4 separate regions of the Mus musculus genome follow, and regions 1, 2 and 3 are each linked to region 4. The links are chromatin contacts, called in public promoter capture Hi-C and targeted proximity ligation maps. All regions are on one chromosome and are shown on one strand. The core of a region is the stretch at or near the end of the contact, and the rest is flanking DNA. Distances in the headings are between cores, read along the strand shown.

Region 1 (2,700 bases), core at 28-2,527, 850 kb before region 4:
TGACCCACAGGCTGGAGGGGCTGTGTTGGACTGGCAGAGTGCCCTCCTTTCCCAGGGGTCCCAGCAGAAGTGGGGGGGGGGGTGAATACCTCATGCCATTCCAGAGACAGGCATCACCTTCCACGGCTGGCTGCCACCGCTATCTACCCCTGGTGAGACTACAGAGAAACAACACAGCAACTTATCAGATGACTTAATTGGTGGAATGCTTCTACAAGCACCCAAGACTTGGGGACCAAATGACTGTCCCCCAAGAAAAATCACAGAATGGGGCTGCCTCCAAGCCCCAGATGACAGCTGTTTCCTCTGCACTAGCTCTCATGCTCCCTCGCTCTCCCTGGCAGCCCTCTGGAGAGGGAGGAAGGAGGAGGAAAGGAGACCCTCCTGGGAGGGTCTAGGCTTATGGGTCCCCTAGGTCTCCCACTCAGAAAGTCCCAACCCAGGCCTGAGGGGAAGGAGGGAGAATGCTCTTAGCCAAACCACCCCTACCTCACCACCGGAAAAACCAACAACCCAAACCCCCAAAGGGAAGAGGATGCCAAATGTCTCGATGGGGAAGCTTTTCACTAACGGGATGCTGGGTCTATCCATGGCCTTGAATCTTCGAGTTCCCGCTGAGTCACCCGTGAAGCCTCTGGTGTTGAAACTGGTCCGGTGCCTTGTGCTGATTAATGAATTACAAATCCCCCACCCATGTGCACTCTCCCTGGTCACCGGGAAGAATGAAAACCCTTGTGAACTTGACTGAGAAGCTGGGCCCTGGTGCCCTCTCCCCTCCTCAGGGGGCATTGTGAGCTGGTTAGTCACCTGCCCCAGCCCCTGGCGCCACACTTAGCTCTAGCTTTTGGAAGTGGGACAAGTGGCGGGACAATAGGCAAGGGGGGCGGTCAGCCCAGACAAAGGGCAGCAGGAAAAACACCATCACTTGCTTGGAGGCCAGCTTGCTGGCATTTGAGAGAATGTGTCATTGCATTTACTCAAGTGGGAGGGGGAGGGAAGGTTAGAATGAAGAGGCAGAGGTAGAGTGGGTACAGGGACCCTCAACCCGGCAATGAGCAGAGGGAAGAAGGCCAGCATGCCTTGGCCGACACCAAGGAAGAAGCCCACACCAAGGCCAGCTCCCTTTCCAAGCTCTCAGGAGTTTGCCGAGGGACGATGCCCTCCCTGCCCCCTCCCCCAGGAGGCCTAGGGTGGTACCGTCGCAGCCTTGCCTCACCTCACCACCCCCCCCCTCAGTGTTGTGGGAGGGAGAGGAGCCCCAGAAGCCCTCCCTTCCCTCCTCCCCCCTCTTCCCCCCACCCGGGGAGGGCTGCTACAATTTGTGGTTACAGCTTTACACGTCAGAAAAAAAAAAGTTTGCAGAATGTCCCACACCGAAAAAAAAATGCGAAACCGAGAGAAAAAAACCTGCGAGTGGGCCTGGCGGATGGGATTATTAAAGCTTCGCCGGAGCCGCGGCTCGCCCTCCCACTCCGCCAGCCTCTGGGAGAGGAGCCGCGCCCGGCCGGCCCGGCCCCCAGCCCCATGGACCTCCGAGCAGGTAGGAGCCAGGCGTCCGAGGCCGAGGCCTCCGCCCCCGCCCAGCACCAGTGAGATCCGGTTCCCGTCCTCCTCCCCACCCTCGGAGCCCCAAGCCCGGGCCGGGCCGGGGAGCAGAGCTCGGGCTGGGGAGGTACGGCCGGGCGCCCTCGAGAGGGGCCGGGTGGGGACGCGGCATTCCTGGAGTCCGCTTGGCGGAGCCAGGAGGTGGCTGAGAACGCGGCGGGGAGCCTGGACAACCCTCAGACCTGGACGGGCGGCCACCTGGAGCCGCGGCGAGGCGGGGTCCCAGGGAACCCGCGGACACAGAGCCCCGCGCCAGAATCGGGGCGAGCGAGTCCGAGGCGGGCAGCGAGGGTGTGGGGGGGGGGCCGCGGCGCAAGGGAGGAGGGGGCCAGGAGAGGAAGAGGGAGGGAGAGAGGCAGAGGGGGAGCCCGCGGCCGAGCAGCGGGAAGCGAGGGGGAGGCCGACACCTCGGGCCGCGCTGAACTCCTTCCTCGGCCCGCGGGGAGGGCAGGAGGGCGCGCGAGAGGAGGGCGGAGGGCAGAGCAAACCTAGCTGGGCCGGGCCGGGCCGGGCCGGGCCGCCACGGGACTCCGGTTACTACGCTGCGCGCGGCGTGGCCGGAGCCCTCCATGCTGCCCACCGCCTGGGAGCCAGAGGCAGGTAGGCGCGGCGGGGTGGCCGGGGCCCCGAGCCCGCGGTGGCCTGGGAGTGATTACTGCAGGAGGGTGTTGTGGGGGAGACGCAGCCTGGCCGGACCCAGCAGGAAAAAGTCCGTCAGCGGCCGGGAGCGCCGAGACTGCCGGCAGCCCCTCGAGCGGCTGCCTGGCTAGGCGGCCCGTGGCAGGAGGGCGGGCCAGGCAGGGAGTGGACGCGCCGGAGCGGGCAGCGGCTCAGCCGAGCCCCGAAGCCCAACGCCCGGACCCCGCCTCCGCCCCCGCCGCCGCCGGGAAGGGAGCGAACGGGGGGGCGGGGCCGGGGGCGCCGGGGCCACACAAGGGGAAGGCGCCATCGCCGCCGGGAGGGGTCCGAGATCGAGAGGTCACGGTCGAGAAGGTAGGGCCAGCGAACTGCCAACTTCCACCGCCCCAGTTCTTGGAGCTGATCCCCTCAAGCAAAGTCCGCGTAGCTTCTTCAAAGTCCCCACACCCATGTTCT
Region 2 (2,700 bases), core at 145-2,644, 990 kb after region 4:
CAGAAATGTGACAAGTGGTATTGGAAAGGTACAGATTCTATGGGCTCTGCCAGACAGCTTTTGGGTTTGTGTTGGTTCACTTTCCATTATGACGGCACTAGTGTTTTTGTTACAGGCATGCCCTATAGATGATCCACTAAGGCAGATCACCCATCTACCCCTCTATAGACCTCATAATGCTTAACAATACAAACTAAATTTCAACACAACTTGAGGGAAAACATTGTTTTTTTTTTTTTGTTTGTTTTTTAAGATTTATTTATTTATTATATGTAAGTACACTGTAGCTGTCCTCAGACACTCCAGAAGGAGTCAGATCTCATTACAGATGGTTGTGAGCCACCATGTGGTTTCTGGGATTTGAACTCGGGACCTTTGGAAGAGCAATCGGGTGCTCTTACCCACTGAGCCATCTCACCAGCCCACATTGTTGGTTTTTAAAAGAGATTTATTTATTATATGTAAGTACACTGTAGCTGACTTCAGACACCTCAGAAGAGGGCATCAGATCTCATTATGGATGGTTGTGAGCCACCATGTGGTTACTGGGATTTGAACTCAGGACCTCTGGAAGTAGTCAGTGCTCTTAACTGCTAAGCCATCTTTCCAGCCCCTCGTTATCGTTTTGTTGTTTTTTGTTTGTTTGTTTGTTTGATTCAGGGTCTCACATAGGCCCAGGCTGGCCTCAATTTGATATGCTTACGTGTTACGTATTTTGAGCTCCAGATTTGTTAAACATGTCGGGTTTATTCATTTATTTTTGTCTGTTATTATTATCAATAATATTTTTTCGAGACAGGGTTTCTCTGTGTAGCCCTGGCTGTCCTGGAACTCACTCTGTAGACCAGGCTGGCCTCGTAACTCAAAAATCCGCCTGCCTCAGCCTCCCAAGTGCTGGGATTAAAGGCGTGCGCCACCACTGTCCGGCCTGTTGTTATTATTTTGTTGGCCTTTTCTTTTTTCAAGATAGAGCATGACTATGTAGCTGTATCCTGGAAAGCACTGACTACAGGAACTCACAGAAATCAGACTACCTTTGCCAACGCTGGGATTAAAAGCGTATGCCACTACGCCCTGCTAAGACCCTGGTGTGTTGTTTGGTGGTGGTGGTGGTTAGTTTTGTTATTTAAAAGGTAGTTTATTTTTGTACAATTTGGTACAACCATAAAGAACAAACTGGGATTAGCGACATGATTTTCCCAAATTCGGCGAGCAAACCTGTTCCTTTGGAAGAGTTTGGACGACTTCTGCGCTTGCTCAAAGAAGTACTGGAGACACGAAAGTTACCGAGAAGTTTCGGAAATGTGCGGAAAGGAGGCCACGCCCGCCAACCACCCCCACACATAAAGGCGGAAATAACCAAAGAAGCGCCGGAAGTGGCGGAGCTGATACGGGACAGGCGGCACCAGTTTCCATGGAGCCCGCTGGGCTCTGCGGCTTCTGCCCGGCCGGGGAAGCGCTGCCTGCGCGCTACACCTGCCCGCGCTGCAATGCTCCCTACTGCTCGCTGCGCTGCTACCGGGCGCACGGCGCCTGCGCCGAAGACTTTTACCGCGACCAAGTGCTGCGAGAGCTCCGTGGCCGAAGCGCTTCGCCCAGCCGTCTGGCGGGCGCGTTACGCCGGCTGCGCGAACAACGCGAGGCCGAGGATGAGCCCGAGGAAGCAGGCCTCGGGCCCGGGGCGCGGCCGGGCGGCCTTTCTGGACTTTGGGAACGTTTAACGCCGGCTGAGAAGGCGGCGTTCGAGCGGCTGCTGAGCCGTGGCGAAGCCGGACGCCTTCTGCCTCCGTGGCGGCCCTGGTGGTGGGGCCGCGGCACCGGCCCACGTTTGCTGGAGGAGCTGGATCATGCCGCGAACAGAGATCTTGCGGAGCCGGAGCCCGCCCCTGCGAGGACCGCGCTGCAATCTGGGGATGATGCCGCTGCCGCAGAGCCATTTGCTGAAGACTCCTGTGCCGCCAGACCGCTAGCATTGCCTGCTCGCATCCCAGCACTGGCCAGTCTGAGCCGCAGCCCGGCATCGCCGCTGGTGCGCTTCCAGCTGCCCAACGTGCTGTTCGCCTACGCTCATACTCTCGCCCTGTATCATGGAGGGGACGACGACGCGCTACTCTCTGACTTCTGTGCCACCCTGCTCGATGTTTCTGGGGCCCTGGGAGCCCAGCAAGTCTTTGGCTCTACAGAGGAAGCCCTGCAGGCCGCAGCCCACGTACTGGAAGCGGGCGAGCACCCACCTGGGCCCCTGGGTACGCGGGGTGCTATGCAAGAAGTTGCCCGAATCCTGCTGGGCGAGGGTCCAGTCAATCAGAAAGGCTACACTCTGACAGCACTGGGGCACCTAGCTCAGACCCTGGGACGAGCCCGGAAGCAGGCTGTGATTGGTGGAGAGCGAGATCGACTTTACCGGGCTCGGAAGAAGTGCCAGTTCCTGCTGGCTTGGACCAACGAAAACGAGGCTGCCCTCACACCCCTGGCGCTAGACTGTGCCAGAGCCCACCGAGCCCATGCTGTGACAGCTGAGGAGATGGCAACGCTTACTGGAGAGTTAGAACGGCTTTGGGGAGGCCCAGTGCCACCCACTCCAAGGACTCTCATTGAGGAACTCCCTGGCTGAACTGGGTATCCATGTCATTAATAAAGATGTGTCTGGTCTGCCCGAATGTCAGCAGTGCCTTTTCCGTAAAGATAGTGCCCTGTCCT
Region 3 (2,700 bases), core at 127-2,626, 800 kb before region 4:
CGGTGGGCTGTTCCTCACCTGAGGGTTCCTCCATTGGCTCAGAGTCAGCCTCAGATGCAACATTACTGTCCCCTCCATCCTGAAGTCCCAGGACAGCCCCTCGGAGCACCGCAAAACTCTGCCTGGCAGAGCGATGGGGACATGGTTCAGGTCATAGGTTTTCAAACTTTAGGGAGGCTGAGTCCCCTGGCTGGCGGAAGTGGGCTGCTGGCCCGCTCTCCAGAGTCAGATGGGCCGGAGTGAGGCACAGTTTGCACTTTTGTAACCAGGACCCTGATAGCGGTAGGCACCTAGAGCCAGCCTTGGGCTCTCAGGCTCCTCCTCACCTTGTTTTGCACCTTTGGAATGTGTTCCTTTTCGGGGTGGACTCAGATGCTATAAACTTGTTTAAGCACTTATACTCCTTCAGGTCCCATCCTGCCCTTGGTCCTGGGATTACTGGGCGAGCCAAGGTCCAGGTAATGTGTGAAAGCATCTACTGGCCAGGGCTAAGTTAACCATGCTGGTTCTTCCACAAGCCAGAGATGTGATGTTTGCCAGCTCCACCCACAGCATCTGCCTCCCACCTAAGCATGAGTTTATCTGACAATACTTAAGTGAGTCCTTGGTCCAAGCAAGACATCAGGAGTCCACAATGGCAGCAGCTAGGCCACAGGCTATAAGGAAGCATTTGTCAGACAGAACTCACCTGCGCTGGAGCCGGCCTCTGCGTCTTACCACTCGGTCCTGCTGAGAAAGCAGCCCGGGAATAGAGTAAGAGAGCAGCTTCCAGGACAGGAAGCACCCAAAAGCCTCTCCTCTTCCTACAAGGGAGCGCTAGGTGGAAAAGAAATCTCTTTCCTCTGAAGCCGCTCCCCTCCAACAGGCCCCAGAGAAACCCGGCCTAAGTCCAGGTACAGCAGTGCTGCAAGGATAGGGGGTTGCAGAGTGTGGGAGGTATTTGGGCAGATCTGGGCTTCAACAGACCCGGGCGGTTCTCAGGATTCCGCATCTACCTACGTCGAGCTCCTGGGAGCCTCAGGGCCTCCCAAGTGCCTTAAAACGTGAGACTCAAGGTCCCCCTCCGCCTACTCCCAGCCGTCTGCTAGGGGCAGGACTTGCTCCCTAAGGCCTACCTTGGCAGCCAACTGTAAGAGCGTAAAACCAAGCTAAACTCACCGTGGGTCCCACAGGCGTGGAGTGGCCACTTGCCGGCGGCGAGCGACTCACTGTGACCAGCGCCATAAGGTAGGCAGGCCCGGAACACCTGGGCGAACACCCGGCACGACCCCTCCCTCAGCCTTACGGTCAGTCCCTGCCTTCGCACAACCAGGAAGAAGAGATTGGAGCCACCAGGGCCTGGCACCTCCTCGGGAGCGGCCCTTAAAGGGCCCGACTCATGACCAGTCTGGTCGCGTAGAGCTGGTACCGAGCGACAGCGGCCCCGCCCCTGCGGTCTCGGTTCAGCTTGCCCCGCCCCGACCGCGCTAGAGGCGTGGTCAAGGGCGTGGCGCAGGTGAGCCCAGACCTCACTTTCCCTGCTTTGGTCGCTTTGCCCACAGAAGGCTTTCAACCCTTCTTGCTGCACCCAGTAAGACTTGGACCCCCACTGTTTGGTTTATGCTATGGTTTCTTGGAAAGGAAGGAGCAAGGGCAACAGTTTTGTTTTTGAGACAGGGTCTCACTATGTAGCTGACAGACCTGAAACTCATTATATAGAGCAAGTCGCCTAAAACCCAGAGATCCACCTGCCTCTGCCTCCCAAGCACTAGAATTAGAGGCATGCGCCACCATACCTGGGAGGCAATGGGTCTTAAATCTACCACCCCATTCCAAACTTGCTCTCTTTTCTGCTTGGCTGTCATTCCTCTACTCTTGAGAAGATCTGGGAGAACAGAAGGCCTTTTTGGAATTTTTGCAATAGTCCCCAATACCTGTACGCATTTCAGGTCCACCCTAGGGGTGACTAGGACAGGGCTGAGCCCCTTCCCCAGAGAGTGACTTGCTTAAAGGTTCATTCTGGTAGAAAATACTTGAAACAGGGGGAACCTGTGCCTGAGTTTTGGGGATGAGGTGGGAGCTTCCCCCAGTAGGTAGAATAGGAAGACCCAGCCCAGCGGGAGTATGGACCATCAGGCTGGGTGGCAGGCAGAACCTGGGGTTGGGGTAGCATCCAGGGAAATTTCAGAATCTCCAGGAACTCCTGCCCCGTGAGAAGTGGTCTTATTTTCTAGCTGTAGAAATGGAGGCTCCAAAGCTGCTCAGTGCCAGCTCCAGCGAGGACTACCCATCAGTAACCCCATCCAGTGTCCCCTTGGTTCCAGACCACGCAGGACAGCAAGCCTACTGCTGATGGTCTCTTTATTTCCACCTCAGTCTCACTGCTAGCCTATCTTCAGTGCCCAGGTCCCAAGCTCAGCAGCAGACAGTTTATAAATAAATAAATTACAAAACCAGGCAGAAGGCATGGCCCTGGGGAGCCGTCCCAAGGCCAGGCAACTCAGTGCTCTGTGAGTGACAGCTGCAGGATCCGCTGTAAGTCGTCTTCTTCCTGCTGACCCCGTCGCTCCAACTCCTCCTGTTCCCTTGAAGACAACTCCAGGGCCAGGCGAAGCTGCTCCTCAAAGCTTGGGGGTGCAGGGGATGGAGGTGTCTTCTGAGGAGATTCTGGACCCCTGGACTCTGTGGACAGCTGTAGGCTTTCCTGCAGGGCCCTTCAGG
Region 4 (2,700 bases), core at 119-2,618:
CTGGTCTACAGAGTGAGTTCCAGGACAGCCAGGGCTACACAGAGAAACCCTGTCTCAGAAAACCAAAACAAACAAACAAACAAACAAAAAACCCCAAGGGTATAAAAGGATTACCTGGTGTTGGGTGACTGTAGTACCTGCTACTTAGAATCCAGGAGTTTGGAATAGCCTTGGCAACAGAGCAAACTCCATCTCTTAAAAATAAATAAATAAATAAATAAAGGTAAAAAGAGAATGCAGGGGTTAATCCTTCACACAGAATCCCAGGGCCACCCTGGGTGCCTGGCCCAGTGTGCAAACCTCCAGAGGCCTCCAGGAAGGGCTGGAAGAGGACCCTGGGAGTAAGGAGGACAATGTGATGCCTGTGTCACACTTACTATCCTGTTGTGTCCCCATGCCCATACATGGTCTTGCACAGGTCCCCTCATAGCAGCCGTGCTCACCCTGAGCAGAGCTCAGTCTCCACAGAGCCCAGAGTCATGCACCCTGCCTTCCTGCAGCAGAAGCCTGGAGAGGCATTTCCTGTTAGGGGGCAGCCTCCTCCCGCTCTAAGCCCAGGTTCCCAGGGCCCCTGACTGAGCCAGGGTAAGGAGAGAGCAGGCCTTGGCCTCCTCCCCCCTCCCTAACCCCTAATGCTGGTCCTGCTGGAGCCAAAAAAACTTGGGAGTGAGGTAGGCTGAGCGAAGGGCTCATCAAATACGTGTCTGGTTGAGGTGGTTCTCAAGGAGGTTATCAAGTTGATTCTCACGCAGGGCCCAGGCAGGAATGGGTGGGGCCTCATCGTTGAGACCGTTTAGCAGGCCACATCATCCTAGCTTATCCACCTAAGGGCATACACAGCATGTCAGGAGAGCTGCGTGTGTGAGGCTGGGGTTTGGCGGCCTTAGATAGGGTGTCAGAGAAGATGCTCTTGCCAGGCTTGGAAGGAGTCGTTCACATATGTGTGATGAGAAAGGGCTGGCCCGATCAAGTCGTTGAGCTCAGAATGCAGCCAGTATACTGATACTGGTGAATCCAGATCCCGGCTTTCGGGAGTCTCTCTGGAAGACAGCTTCACCCCAGCTGCCTTAGCTGCAAACAACGCTGAAGTTTCAGAGGGTTGACTGGGGATGCTTCTCAGACAGACAGGTTCCCTTTTCCCTGACTCTCAGCTCTGTAACGCCTGAGGTAGCCCGTTAGTTGTACCTCCCCCCTCCTCTGCCCTTCGCCTCTCACCCCAGAACCCCCCCCACCCCACTGCTTCCTGCTCCAGCAGCCCCCGGGGAGCTAGCAGGGGAGCTGGCAGCGGCCCCAGCCCACTCCTTACAAGGCGTGAGTCCGCCGGGCCCGCCCCCGGCCCTCCCGCCAGAGGCCTTGATCCCTCCCCCTGTCAAGAGCAGCGGCAGGCCCGAGCCGGGCCAGTCGGGGGGCGTCGCGATGCTGCTGCGCCTGCTGCTGGCCTGGGTGGCCGCGGTGCCCGCACTGGGCCAGGTCCCCTGGACGCCGGAGCCTCGAGCCGCGTGCGGCCCCAGCAGCTGCTACGCGCTCTTTCCCCGGCGCCGCACATTCCTGGAAGCTTGGCGGGCGTGCCGCGAATTGGGGGGCAACCTGGCCACACCGCGGACCCCAGAGGAGGCCCAGCGTGTGGACAGCCTGGTGGGGGTCGGGCCGGCCAACGGGCTGCTATGGATTGGGTTGCAGCGGCAGGCTAGGCAATGCCAGCCGCAGCGCCCACTGCGGGGCTTCATATGGACCACGGGAGACCAGGACACCGCCTTCACCAACTGGGCCCAGCCGGCTACGGAAGGACCCTGCCCAGCCCAGCGCTGTGCAGCCCTTGAGGCCAGCGGAGAGCATCGCTGGCTCGAAGGCTCGTGCACACTGGCTGTCGATGGCTACCTCTGCCAGTTTGGTTTTGAGGGTGCCTGCCCTGCCTTGCCGCTTGAGGTGGGTCAGGCCGGTCCCGCTGTCTACACCACACCCTTCAACCTGGTTTCCAGCGAGTTCGAATGGCTGCCCTTTGGCTCCGTGGCAGCTGTGCAGTGCCAAGCTGGCAGGGGAGCTTCTCTGCTGTGCGTGAAACAGCCTTCAGGTGGCGTGGGCTGGTCCCAGACTGGCCCGCTGTGCCCAGGGACTGGCTGTGGTCCTGACAATGGGGGTTGCGAACATGAGTGTGTGGAAGAGGTGGACGGTGCTGTGTCCTGCCGCTGCAGTGAAGGCTTCCGTCTAGCAGCAGATGGGCACAGTTGTGAAGACCCCTGTGCCCAGGCCCCCTGTGAGCAGCAGTGTGAACCTGGAGGGCCACAAGGCTATAGCTGCCACTGTCGCCTTGGCTTCCGGCCAGCTGAGGATGATCCACACCGCTGCGTGGACACGGATGAGTGCCAGATTGCTGGTGTGTGCCAGCAGATGTGTGTCAACTATGTTGGTGGCTTTGAGTGTTACTGCAGCGAGGGTCACGAGCTTGAGGCAGATGGTATCAGCTGTAGCCCTGCAGGAGCCATGGGTGCCCAGGCTTCCCAGGATCTCAGAGATGAGTTGCTGGATGATGGAGAAGAAGGGGAGGATGAAGAGGAGCCCTGGGAGGACTTTGATGGCACCTGGACAGAGGAACAGGGGATCCTATGGCTGGCACCTACACATCCACCTGACTTTGGCCTGCCCTATAGGCCCAACTTCCCACAGGATGGAGAGCCTCAGAGATTGCACCTGGAGCCTACC

The links. Promoter capture Hi-C pulls out the DNA fragments that hold promoters and counts their contacts.
Region 1: a contact with region 4 is called in a promoter capture Hi-C map of liver, with 3 times the contacts expected there. A contact is called at or near these places in 5 of 39 promoter capture datasets (the 3T3-L1 cell line, 3T3-L1-derived adipocytes, the SN4741 cell line and 2 more), 1 of 484 Hi-C or Micro-C datasets (embryonic stem cells) and 1 of 130 datasets of targeted methods (pancreatic cancer cells).
Region 2: a targeted proximity ligation map of embryonic forebrain shows a contact between it and region 4, with 3 times the contacts expected there. A contact is called at or near these places in 1 of 39 promoter capture datasets (liver) and 2 of 130 datasets of targeted methods (embryonic forebrain and pancreatic cancer cells).
Region 3: a targeted proximity ligation map of pancreatic cancer cells shows a contact between it and region 4. A contact is called at or near these places in 1 of 39 promoter capture datasets (liver) and 2 of 130 datasets of targeted methods (embryonic stem cells and pancreatic cancer cells).

What each region holds. Positions count from the first base shown.
Region 1 is chr19:4,212,961-4,215,660 of GRCm38.p6, forward strand. It overlaps Clcf1 (cardiotrophin-like cytokine factor 1), which reads left to right and starts at 1,278. Exons shown (of 3, transcript NM_019952.5): 1 at 1,278-1,540. The coding sequence starts at 1,525. Gm45928 (predicted gene, 45928) reads left to right here and starts at 1,465. Exons shown (of 4, transcript NR_132309.2): 1 at 1,465-1,540. LOC102631992 (a long non-coding RNA gene) reads right to left here. Exons shown (of 4, transcript XR_003952884.1): 3 at 90-2,700.
Region 2 is chr19:6,059,813-6,062,512 of GRCm38.p6, forward strand. It overlaps Znhit2 (zinc finger, HIT domain containing 2), which reads left to right and starts at 1,395. Exons shown (of 1, transcript NM_013859.2): 1 at 1,395-2,656. The coding sequence starts at 1,415. The coding sequence ends at 2,614.
Region 3 is chr19:4,267,857-4,270,556 of GRCm38.p6, forward strand. It overlaps Ssh3 (slingshot protein phosphatase 3), which reads right to left and starts at 1,377. Exons shown (of 14, transcript NM_198113.3): 1 at 1,159-1,377; 2 at 689-729; 3 at 1-122. The coding sequence starts at 1,224. It overlaps Ankrd13d (ankyrin repeat domain 13 family, member D), which reads right to left. Exons shown (of 15, transcript NM_026720.2): 15 at 2,324-2,693. The coding sequence ends at 2,480.
Region 4 is chr19:5,066,710-5,069,409 of GRCm38.p6, forward strand. Cd248 (CD248 antigen, endosialin) reads left to right here and starts at 1,369. Exons shown (of 1, transcript NM_054042.2): 1 at 1,369-2,700. The coding sequence starts at 1,417.